Linked DNA regions of Mus musculus: all the other regions are linked to region 2. The links are chromatin contacts, called in public promoter capture Hi-C and targeted proximity ligation maps. All regions are on one chromosome and are shown on one strand. The core of a region is the stretch at or near the end of the contact, and the rest is flanking DNA. Distances in the headings are between cores, read along the strand shown. Region 1 holds the start of Gpha2 (glycoprotein hormone alpha 2). Region 2 holds the start of Capn1 (calpain 1). Region 3 holds the start of Majin (membrane anchored junction protein).

Evidence for each region. Promoter capture Hi-C pulls out the DNA fragments that hold promoters and counts their contacts.
Region 1: a targeted proximity ligation map of pancreatic cancer cells shows a contact between it and region 2. A contact is called at or near these places in 3 of 39 promoter capture datasets (the SN4741 cell line, liver and neural stem cells), 8 of 484 Hi-C or Micro-C datasets (CD4 T cells, CD8 T cells, Sertoli cells and 4 more), 2 of 130 datasets of targeted methods (extraembryonic endoderm stem cells and pancreatic cancer cells) and 3 of 9 other capture datasets (adipose tissue, liver and pancreatic islet).
Region 3: a promoter capture Hi-C map of the SN4741 cell line shows a contact between it and region 2, with 3 times the contacts expected there. A contact is called at or near these places in 1 of 39 promoter capture datasets (the SN4741 cell line), 1 of 484 Hi-C or Micro-C datasets (bone marrow-derived macrophages), 1 of 130 datasets of targeted methods (embryonic stem cells) and 1 of 9 other capture datasets (liver).

Annotation. Positions count from the first base shown.
Region 1 is chr19:6,224,673-6,227,938 of GRCm38.p6, forward strand. It overlaps Gpha2 (glycoprotein hormone alpha 2), which reads left to right and starts at 1,729. Exons shown (of 4, transcript NM_130453.3): 1 at 1,729-1,753; 2 at 2,106-2,215; 3 at 2,299-2,483; 4 at 2,829-3,096. The coding sequence starts at 2,116. The coding sequence ends at 2,930. It overlaps Ppp2r5b (protein phosphatase 2, regulatory subunit B', beta), which reads right to left. Exons shown (of 14, transcript NM_198168.3): 14 at 3,095-3,266.
Region 2 is chr19:6,013,456-6,016,543 of GRCm38.p6, forward strand. It overlaps Capn1 (calpain 1), which reads right to left and starts at 1,792. Exons shown (of 22, transcript NM_007600.3): 1 at 1,651-1,792; 2 at 746-1,013; 3 at 541-610; 4 at 134-252. The coding sequence starts at 1,012. It overlaps Gm10814 (predicted gene 10814), which reads left to right. Exons shown (of 5, transcript NR_045783.1): 2 at 774-901; 3 at 1,414-2,357; 4 at 2,862-3,028.
Region 3 is chr19:6,182,972-6,186,163 of GRCm38.p6, forward strand. It overlaps Majin (membrane anchored junction protein), which reads left to right and starts at 1,374. Exons shown (of 11, transcript NM_001165919.2): 1 at 1,374-1,611.

The DNA.
Region 1 (3,266 bases), core at 479-2,978, 210 kb after region 2:
CAGCCATTTCTCTGTCGCATGCCACAGAGTTCCTACTGGGAAGCCTGGGTCTAAAGTGCTGGGTTCCTCTGAGTCCCTTTGCTTGGCTGTCTCTACCTTTGATAGGGAAAAGGAAGAAGGAGGGTGCTCTGGAGAGCCAGACAACCCAGGATCTGGAGCCTGAACAGGGGACACTAAAGGCGAGCAAGGGTGTAGGGGTGGGGGTGAGCGACATGGGCATATCAGTTTCTCCCAAACCCTGTTTACTACATTTGTACTATAATCCCGACTGAGCATAACTTCACTGACTACTGCTGCTGACGGACACAGCTCCGGAGCCTGGAGATCTGCGTGCCTGTGCTGACTGGGACCAGCTAACATAAGAACCTCTGCTACCCCTTCTGATTATCTGGAAAGTGAGAGGTAGGATTTGGAAAGCTCTGAGGAGCCCTCGAGCTCTGGCAGCTGTGGGTTGTCCCACTCTTCTAAGCAGGTGAGTAGTCTAAGCGGGGCTGCCTATAATCACCACAGACCTTGGTCTGGGTGCTTCTTCACTCAACCTCCAGCTAATGTTGACTAAGGGCTTTGTTATTGCTTGCTTGCTTGTTTTATGGTGCCAAAAATACATGGAACTCAGAACCCTAAGCTTCCAGGCAAGCGCTCTGCCACAGAACCACACCCACAGCCCTCAACCTGTCACATTCTTGTCCTAGGTGTAACTTAGCACCATGGATCCATAGTATGATATGTGAATGAGGCTTTTAGTAGGGCGCCTTTCCTCTGTAAGCAGAGTTAGACTCAACAGAGCCAGAGGTTGGAGTCCAGCTCTGCTTTTAATGTAGACTGGTCCCTGCTATTCCAGGGACTAGGGAGACTTTCTAGCTCAGAATTCTACTCTGCAACCAGCCACATGATAAGGAAGCACTCCCAGGACTCTGGGAGACCGAAATGGCCCTACCCCTAGTCTGCCAGCAAGCACAGCTTAGGTGCCCTTGAACAAAACAATCTTGTTCTTGGACTGGGGATGTAACTCCCCTGGTGGAGTCCCTCCTTAGCATTCATAAGGCCCTGGGCTCGACCCCAGCACAGCATGAACTGCATGAATATGGTGGCTCCTGCCTGTGACTCCAGGGCTTAGGAGGAGGAGGAAGGAAGACCAAGCTCAAGGTTGCCCCTGAGATGTATGAGATGGTCTTTTAAGAAAAAAAGTTGAAAGCCGGGTGGTGGTGGCGCACGCTTTTAATCCCAGCACTTGGGAGGCAGAGGCAGGCGGATTTCTGTAGAGCAGGCCAGCCTGGTCTACAGAGTGAGTTCCAGGACAGCCATGGCTACACAGAGAAACCCTGTCTCAAAAACAAAACAAAAAAAAGTTGATTTTCAGCCCCATTCCTTTGTAATCACTAAAAGACATAGTAGTTTTTCAACAGAGAATGGCTGATCAGGCAAGAGTCCTGCCTAGGCTCACAGAGGATGAAGAAAATCCAGCTGCCCACAGGTCACACTGGGCCACTCCTGGGCCTGCCTCACTCCCTCTAGTATTCAGCACTAGACAGCCTAAAGAGAAAGGGAAATGTCAGTGGAGACTGCATTCTGAAGAAACCACAGACCCTGATCTCCAGGTGGGACTGTGCGGAGGCTTCAGGCTAGGAGGGGCCTGAAATCTGATATCTGGGAGGGCGGGGCTCTAAAACACCAGCAAATAAAAGCCTGGAGAGCCAGCTCCAGTTTGGAGACCAGCAGGAGGCACCAGGAGTCTTCAGTTGCTGTTGGACTGGTAAGCTGCTGAGGCTGAGGAGGTGGGGCCAGGAAGGGAGGGGTGGAGCCAGGGAGGGTGGGGTGGTGGGCCAGGGCCTTGTAGCCAAAGTGGCACATAGATGGGGAAATTGATATGTACCGCAGATGGTGAGGACATTCCAGGGGAGAATGCATAGGATGACATATAAGTGGCTATTCACACCCTTCCAGAGTAGCTGAGGCAGGGAAGCAACCCCCCCCACACACACACATTCCTACCAAAGGCAGAGATGATAAAGACCACTACCCAGCACACCTCACCAATAAGGAGACCCAGAAGCCTGGCTTGCTGGTGGAGAGGCACAACTTCAAAGACTTCCCTTCCCACCCAGTCCTTTGCAGATGCCCATGGCACCACGAGTCTTGCTCCTTTGCCTGCTGGGCCTGGCAGTCACTGAAGGGCATAGCCCAGAGACAGCCATCCCAGGCTGCCACTTGCACCGTGAGTAACTCTGCTTGGGGAGCGGATGGACGGGTAACCCGGCCAGCACGGCCTTCACCGGCTGCTCCCTTCTCTGCTTCCAGCCTTCAATGTGACGGTGCGCAGTGATCGCCTCGGCACTTGCCAGGGCTCCCACGTGGCACAGGCCTGTGTAGGACACTGTGAGTCTAGTGCTTTCCCTTCCCGGTACTCTGTGCTGGTGGCCAGTGGCTATCGGCACAACATCACCTCTTCCTCCCAGTGCTGCACCATCAGCAGCCTCAGAAAGGTAAGGGGCCTGAGCCTGATGGAGCGTGAGGGTGGGGACCCAGGGGCCTGAGCCTGATGGAGCGTGAGGGTGGGGACCCAGGGGTCCGAACCTGACCTGGTGTGAGGGTGGGGACCCAGGAGCCCGAACCTGACCAGGTATGAGGGTGGGGACCCAGGGGCCCGAACCTGACCGGGGTGTAAGGGTGGGGTCCCCCAGGGGCCCGAACCTGACCGGGCCATAAGGGTGGGGACCCCCAGGGGCCCGAACCTGACCAGGTGTGAGGGTGAGGACCCAGGGGTTCGAACCTGATGGGGGCGTGAGGGTGGGGTGGAATGGGAACAAACTTGGGTCCTCCTCCAACAGGTGAGGGTGTGGCTGCAGTGCGTGGGGAACCAGCGTGGGGAGCTTGAGATCTTTACTGCAAGGGCCTGCCAGTGTGATATGTGCCGTTTCTCCCGCTACTAGTCCCCGAAGGGCTCAGGCTCCGGTCCTGCCACTGACATGTCATGGGTATCTCAAACTCGGGGCTCTGACCCTCTTTATCGTCTGTGAAGATGAGGTTGGCCCTCTCAGCAGTCTCCTTGCTACATTCTCCTTCGCTCCTGTCCTCAATAAAGCAAGCAATGCTTGAGTTTCGCTCTTTATTAAATCTGCCCCCAGCCAGGTGAAGGGGGCAGACCATGATTACTGTGACCTCCCCCCTCACCCCAGGACAATGTGAATCTTCTTGCCTGTGCCCTCACCCCTCCCCCTGCCCAATAAATAAAAAGGGGATAAGGGAGTCAGGGCCAGGGAGAGGAT
Region 2 (3,088 bases), core at 542-3,041:
CCTTCCAGAGGGAGGGCTGCCCTCGAAGGGCATGGCCCCGGCCATCTCAGCTTCACAGTGCTGTGGGCCATCCTTTCCCATCTCCCTAAAGTCAGCTATTCCTCTGGCCCAGGGAGGGTGCAGGGACCTTCACCTGGAAATGAAAGATGCCAGCGTAGCCATCCTGAAAGCTCTGGCCGTAGGGAACCACTCGGTGCAGAATAGTCTCGTTGAGGGTGAGGGAGGCAATGGCAGCCAGGAGCCAACAGTCCCCTGGAATAGGAAAGACCCTCATCAGGCTTGCTTTCCGGATCTGCCCAGGGGAGGGAGGTGCTGTGTATGTGGGATGCCGGGGGCCACCAGGGATTCCCTGGGTGGGGTACCCTTCATCTCCCCTCCGCTTACAGAAAAGACCCAGGAATCTGGGCGAACCAGCACCTATGCTGATAGTCAAAACCTGTCTGGACCTGCAGGAGGGAGGAGTTGGGGCAGTGCCCAATGGAACGGGAACGGAGAACTACAATGGGGCAAACGCCCAGAACCCCACCCCTGGGGGCCTACCCAGTGCTCCCTGGCAGATGTCTGTCCGGGTGGCTCCATCCACGATGAACTGGGGGTTTGACATCAGTTCCTACAAGACCCACGGTCATGTTCCTGGGCCAGTCCCTCCTAGAAACTGGTACCCAGACACCACGAATAATGGGGGGGCCCAGTCCCATTGCCCACCACCATCAGAACCAAGTTCCACCCAGAGTGGCCCTCTTACCGTAGGCCGCTTCCATTTGATGCCATAGGTTTTAGAGGAATGAGGACCCAGTTCCTTGAAGCCCAGGCTATGAGAAACCGGAGGGAAGGCCTCGTCTTGGAAGAGGACCCCACTCTGCAGGCATCTTGCCCGAAGCGTTTCATAATCCTGGCCCAGGTACTTGATGGCGTTTTCATGGCGGCCCAAGCCCAGCTCCTTGTCCCGCTTCTTCTGTACTTGGGCTGACACCCCGGTGCAGTACACAGGGGTGATTAACTCCTCTGTCATCCTGGGGAACACATGGGCCTGGTAGAGATGCAGGCCTTCCCAGGGATAAAACACAACTGCCTGCCGACATTCTCCTGGACTCATTCCTCCCCAAACATGGGTCACTGCTCCCTTTACAGTGCCTGGGACTCTCAGCCACCTTGTTGTTAGGCTCTCAGAATCTGGAAAGGGGTGTCCAGTTTCTAGGTATCCTGGTCACCACCTCTCTTTTCCCTATTCTTACCGCCCAGAGGTGACAGTTTGGTATCAGCCATCCAGGCAGGTAGGATAGGGTGGAGGCCAGCCACAGCAGCAGAGCAGAGGTACTCCAGGTACGATCCCTGACACCATTTGCCTGCCTGTAACTTCCCCTCCACAAAGCTGCCAAGCATCTAGTTCATTTGCCCCTTTCCTCGGCTTAGGAACTGAAAACTCCACGCACTGATGCCTTTCCACAAGCTGAACATCAGAGCACTGGACACTGGCCCAGCTACAGCGGACAGGTTGAGCTGAGCGCCTGGGTTGAGCTGCTTCCGGACCCTTAACCCTCAGGCAAACACACAGAAGACCTGAAGCAGGGGCTGATCAGCGACAGCCCCCTAACCCCAGAAGCAGTGGCCTGGGTCAAACAGTCGTAGTCTGGACACCCAACTTCTTACCTGGGGAAGGGGAGTTTGGGAGATTGCTGCGGTCCCTGGGGCTGGCTTCCTTGGTGGCAGCTCAGGGCAGGGCCCAACCAGGAAGAGCGCTCCTCCCTGCCCTCCTCCCTGCCCTCCTCCCCGCCCTCCTCCACCGCCCCTCGGCCCTGGTCCCTCCCTCCCTGGTCCTCCACCTACGCCCGAGGCTCTTACCCCGCTCCCTCTAGGCTCTCCCTTATCTCCCCCGCAACACTTTTTTACTATCTCTTACTTAGGGTGTCTTTCAGTCCCCTCCCCCCGCCCCCTTCCTCTGCAGACTCTAAGCCAGCTCTGCGAGAGGACAAATTGGTAAATGGCAGAGTTGTCTCCCGGGAGGAGCCGGTCGCCGGTCCGGGTGAGAAGGGTTGGACTGGGACAGAAGGGCACCGCCGGCCAGAGAGAGGGTAGGGCAAGGGGTATTTTTAACTAGGGCCGCAGCTCGAGTTGCAGAGCCGCCGGCCCCACCCTATGTCGCCCTCCGGGAAGGTACTGGGGACGATCCGGCTCAGTGACGCCGCCAACACAGTCCTCCACCCGCCTCCTGCGCCCCCGCGTGCCTCTGGGTTGCAGCTGTCTTCCAGCCCAGCCGGCGCTCGGCGAAGCAGGGATTACCTCTGGTGGCTGCAACTGCTTGCTGGAGCTGCCCCTGGCTGGATGAGAGCTGACTTCTGCCGGACGCTAGACAAACGGTAGCCCCACCCCGGCCGGTCCCTGCCGCAGACCCGCTGTAGGGCTGAGCCAGCTCCCCACCCCCTCACCTTAGGGCGCAGGCCTGCAGAGCTAGCACTCCGCCCTAGCGGTCTTTGCGCACACCCTGCATGGCCTTAGGTAAATCCGTGCCTCGATTTCCCCAACCGTGCAGAAAAAAAAGAGGGACAATGGCCTTAGCCAATCTTTGTGTAGCATTCTGGCCTTCTCTTTCAAGTAATTGGTCTGCGCACCTGGGATCAGCTCCCTTGTGGGGGTTACCTGACCCGGGAGAGGGCAGCAGAGGCCCGGAACACCAGGGCAGGCTCACACAGGACCTGCAGATCCCCCTGGGCGCACTACAAGAGTTTGGAGCATCAAGGATGCAGAGGGATTGGAGCGGTCCCAAGGCTCTTCACAGTTATAGAGGTCACAGCATGGCCGATCAAGCTACATAAGATGGACAAGCATTCATTGAATAGATGGTGCTTTTCTTGGGATTCTAGGCACCTCGACACTCCAAAAGTTAAGAGCTGACTGCGTCTAACTTTCGCACCTGGGCGTTATGCTCAGCTGGGCATGAGCTGATGAAGACGCCTCTGCCTTCATGGTTAATGGAGAGGAAGGGTTGGTCCACACACTTTCCCCGACTGAAGCCTCATCTAATGCAGGTGTCAGTAAAGGCAGGAACTTTGGCAAGGGTGGGGAGATGCGCGTGGCCGGGGGCGGGGGA
Region 3 (3,192 bases), core at 124-2,623, 170 kb after region 2:
TTAGGTATTAGAGCAATGGAATCTCTGATCTACCATTCTGCCTCTCCTGCCTACAAGCCCACCCCTTTCCAAGGACAGGATTTGTCCTGGGAGTTCCTGTGAACAAAGGATCAGGGTATGGTTAGGCTTATATTTAGGCTAAAGGAGACAGGATAGTAGGCTGGCCTTGAACTCAGCTCTACCTGTCTCTGCCTCCCCTGACTTGGATTAGTGGTGGGCCTCCATGACCAGCCTTCTGTTTTTAGAGGCAGGGTCTCATGTATCCCAAACTCCTGTGTTCTCCAGGATGACTCTCTGGTCCTCTGCTCCTGAATGCAGGATTACAGGGAGCTCCAGCACCCGCTCAGATATGCGCCGCTGGAGCCTTGTGCATGGTAGGCAAGCACCCAACCAATGAGCTACATCCCAGCCCATGAGGTCCTCTTTAGATAAAACAACTCCACCCCTGAGATCCAGTTTCCTAAGCCAGTAGGTGCTTAATGGCTCTAAGTATGAAGAGGAGGCATGTGGAAGGGCTGAGGGTGGGGAGGGACAGTCCTTACAGAGGGAACAGCAGGTTAAGCAGAGAAATGCAGAGCTTGGACAATGGAGAGCCATGGGTCCATCTCCCACAGATGCGGGCCCATCATCACCAGTCCAGCACACTAGGCTGTGTAGGCAAGGATGCCAAATTCCCTAATGATTCAGAACATAAAACCCGACCAACAGGAAGCAGAATACCATGACTGATCAAGCATCCTGACTTCATAAATCCTTTCATTTCCTGGTTGGATTAAATCAGACTACAAAAGATCTGCCCTAGGGTCTGGCAATGAGGATGAAAGGCAAGCATACACCACAGTGCTGTGTATGGAGAGTGCCTGGCACAGAGGAGAGACCTCAAAGTAGTTTTACCCGACTGGAGCAGGTGCGCAGGTGGGAAGAAAGCAATGCATGCGTAAATCTCAGTGTAAAACGCTCTTGGGCATCCGGCACATCATTCCCAGAACCTACATGGTGGAAGGAAGCAAAATGCTGCTTGTAAAACACACACACACACACACACACACACACACAAGAATGGGGTTTTTTGTTTGTTTGTTTTTGGAGACAGGGTTTCTCTATATAGCTCTGGCTGTCCTGGAGCTCACTTTGTAGACCAGGCTGGCCTCGAACTCAGAAATCCGCCTGCCTCTGCCTCCCCAGTGCTGGGATTAAAGGCGTGTGCCATCATGCCCGGCGCGAGAAAGGTTTTTTTCAAGAAACAATAATAGTAGTTAAGGGATAGGTCATGAGGCTGCGCGTGACGCTCAGAAGTTAGGTGTTCTTGCGCAGGCTTCAGTTTTGTGAAACCCCGCCCTGCCTCAAATCTGCGCGTGCGCGGAGGATTTGGCGGGAAGTTCCAAGGCTTCGCTTGTGCACATCAAGCTAAAGGCCGAGTTCAGAGGAGACCGACGAGAACCTGAGTCCCTGGCCCGCAGTCTTTTGACTTCGACGTCCTCTCTTGGAAAAAAAAAAAAGATTTCTGAGCAGAAAGTCAAGCGTGGCCACCTTTCTGAGGTGCTGGAGGAACCCTAGTCAGTGTGCGAGCGACAAGTGTGGCTGTCAGCGCCTGAGCGCTTCGAGGCTGAGGTAACCGCCGCCCCGCTGCTGGTGTCCCCGGGCTTTGAGCGGGTTCCGCCTTGGAGGGAAGTTTCTGGGCCGGGCCCCACACGCAGCCTCTGGAGGACCCTGGTCCCTGAGGCCTGGCTTGGGGATTGCCCAACCCGGCCGTTGGCTATAAGGCCTTGAAGGGCAGGCTGGGCACTGGTGCAGACTGGAAGCTTGAAGAGGGTGGAGAGCTGGGGTGGCAGTGGCAGGGAATGGCCGCCATGAGCCTCCAGAGGGTAACCAGCTCAGAGATGATGAGAGCTATGTCTTCTGGGCTAGTGAGGAGTGCTCTTCAACCCTCTCATGTCCAGGGTGGTGCCATGTTTGCCTAGGACACCGATCCAGCTTTCTCAGACACTGCCCCCACCCAGTCCTTCTGTACAGAAACTTCCAGATAGTCAAAGGAAGTGTTCATTCTGGCTTTTAACTACTCCCTAACCCAGGTTTAATAGCGGCGCACACACACACACACACACACACACACACACACACACACACACACACGACTTTTTCATTGACATGCTTCCTGTCACATGTTTTGTTGTTTTTTTCTTGTGTTTTGGTTTGCTTTGCAGTCTTTGTTGCTTGGTGGTTTTGTTCATTTCTTTATTTTTTGTTTGTTTTGTTTGTTTGTTTTTGGTTTGGATACTCATGGAATCAGGGTCTCATGTAACCCAGGCTGGCCTGAAACTCAGCACATAGTTAAGGATGACCTTGAACTTCTGATCCTGCCTCCACCCTGAGTGCTAGGATCATAGGGATGGACTACTGACATATTTTCTGGGGCTGGAGAAATAGCTCATAGATTAAGTGCGCAGGTTCCTCTTAGAGGAACCAGATTTTGATTCCCAGCACTCATATGGGGGTCCACAGCCATCAGTAACTTCAGTTCCAGGGGATCTGATGTCCTCTTCTGGCCTTTGTGGGCACCAGGCTCAATGTGGTGTACTGACATATATAGAAGCAAAACACTGATATACACAAAATAATAATAGAAACAATTATATTTAAAGAAAAATATTTGGAGAAATTTCTTTCCTAAAATCCCCTGTTTCCCCAGGAAGGGCGTGTGTGTGTGTCTTTGGTTAGGTGTTCAGGTAACCGGGTATCTCTCAGCAAACTGGGTTTGCTTTTTTTTTTTTAACATTTCTTTTTCTTTTTTCATTTTCATGTATATGTAGTGTGTGTATGTGTATTCACATGTGTACGAGGCCTGAAGTTGATGTTAGAATTTGGCCTCCATTACTCTTCAACCTCACCAATTGAGGTGATGCCTCTCAATCAAACCTAGAGCTTGTGAGTGCAACCAGTCTTGCTAGGCAGCTTGCTGTGGAGATCCCTGTCTCTACCTCCTGAGGCTGGCATTCCAGCTCACCAGACATTTACATGGGTGCTGGAGGCCCTAACTTTGGTCTTCACACTTGCATGACAAACACTTTCATCTCTGAGCTATCTTGTCTACTTTCTTTCCTTTTTTAACAACAGGGTCTGACTCTTGAGCCCAAGCAGTCTTCACACTCATAACACTTCTCCTCCTTCATCCTCCTGAGGGCTAGGGTTTCA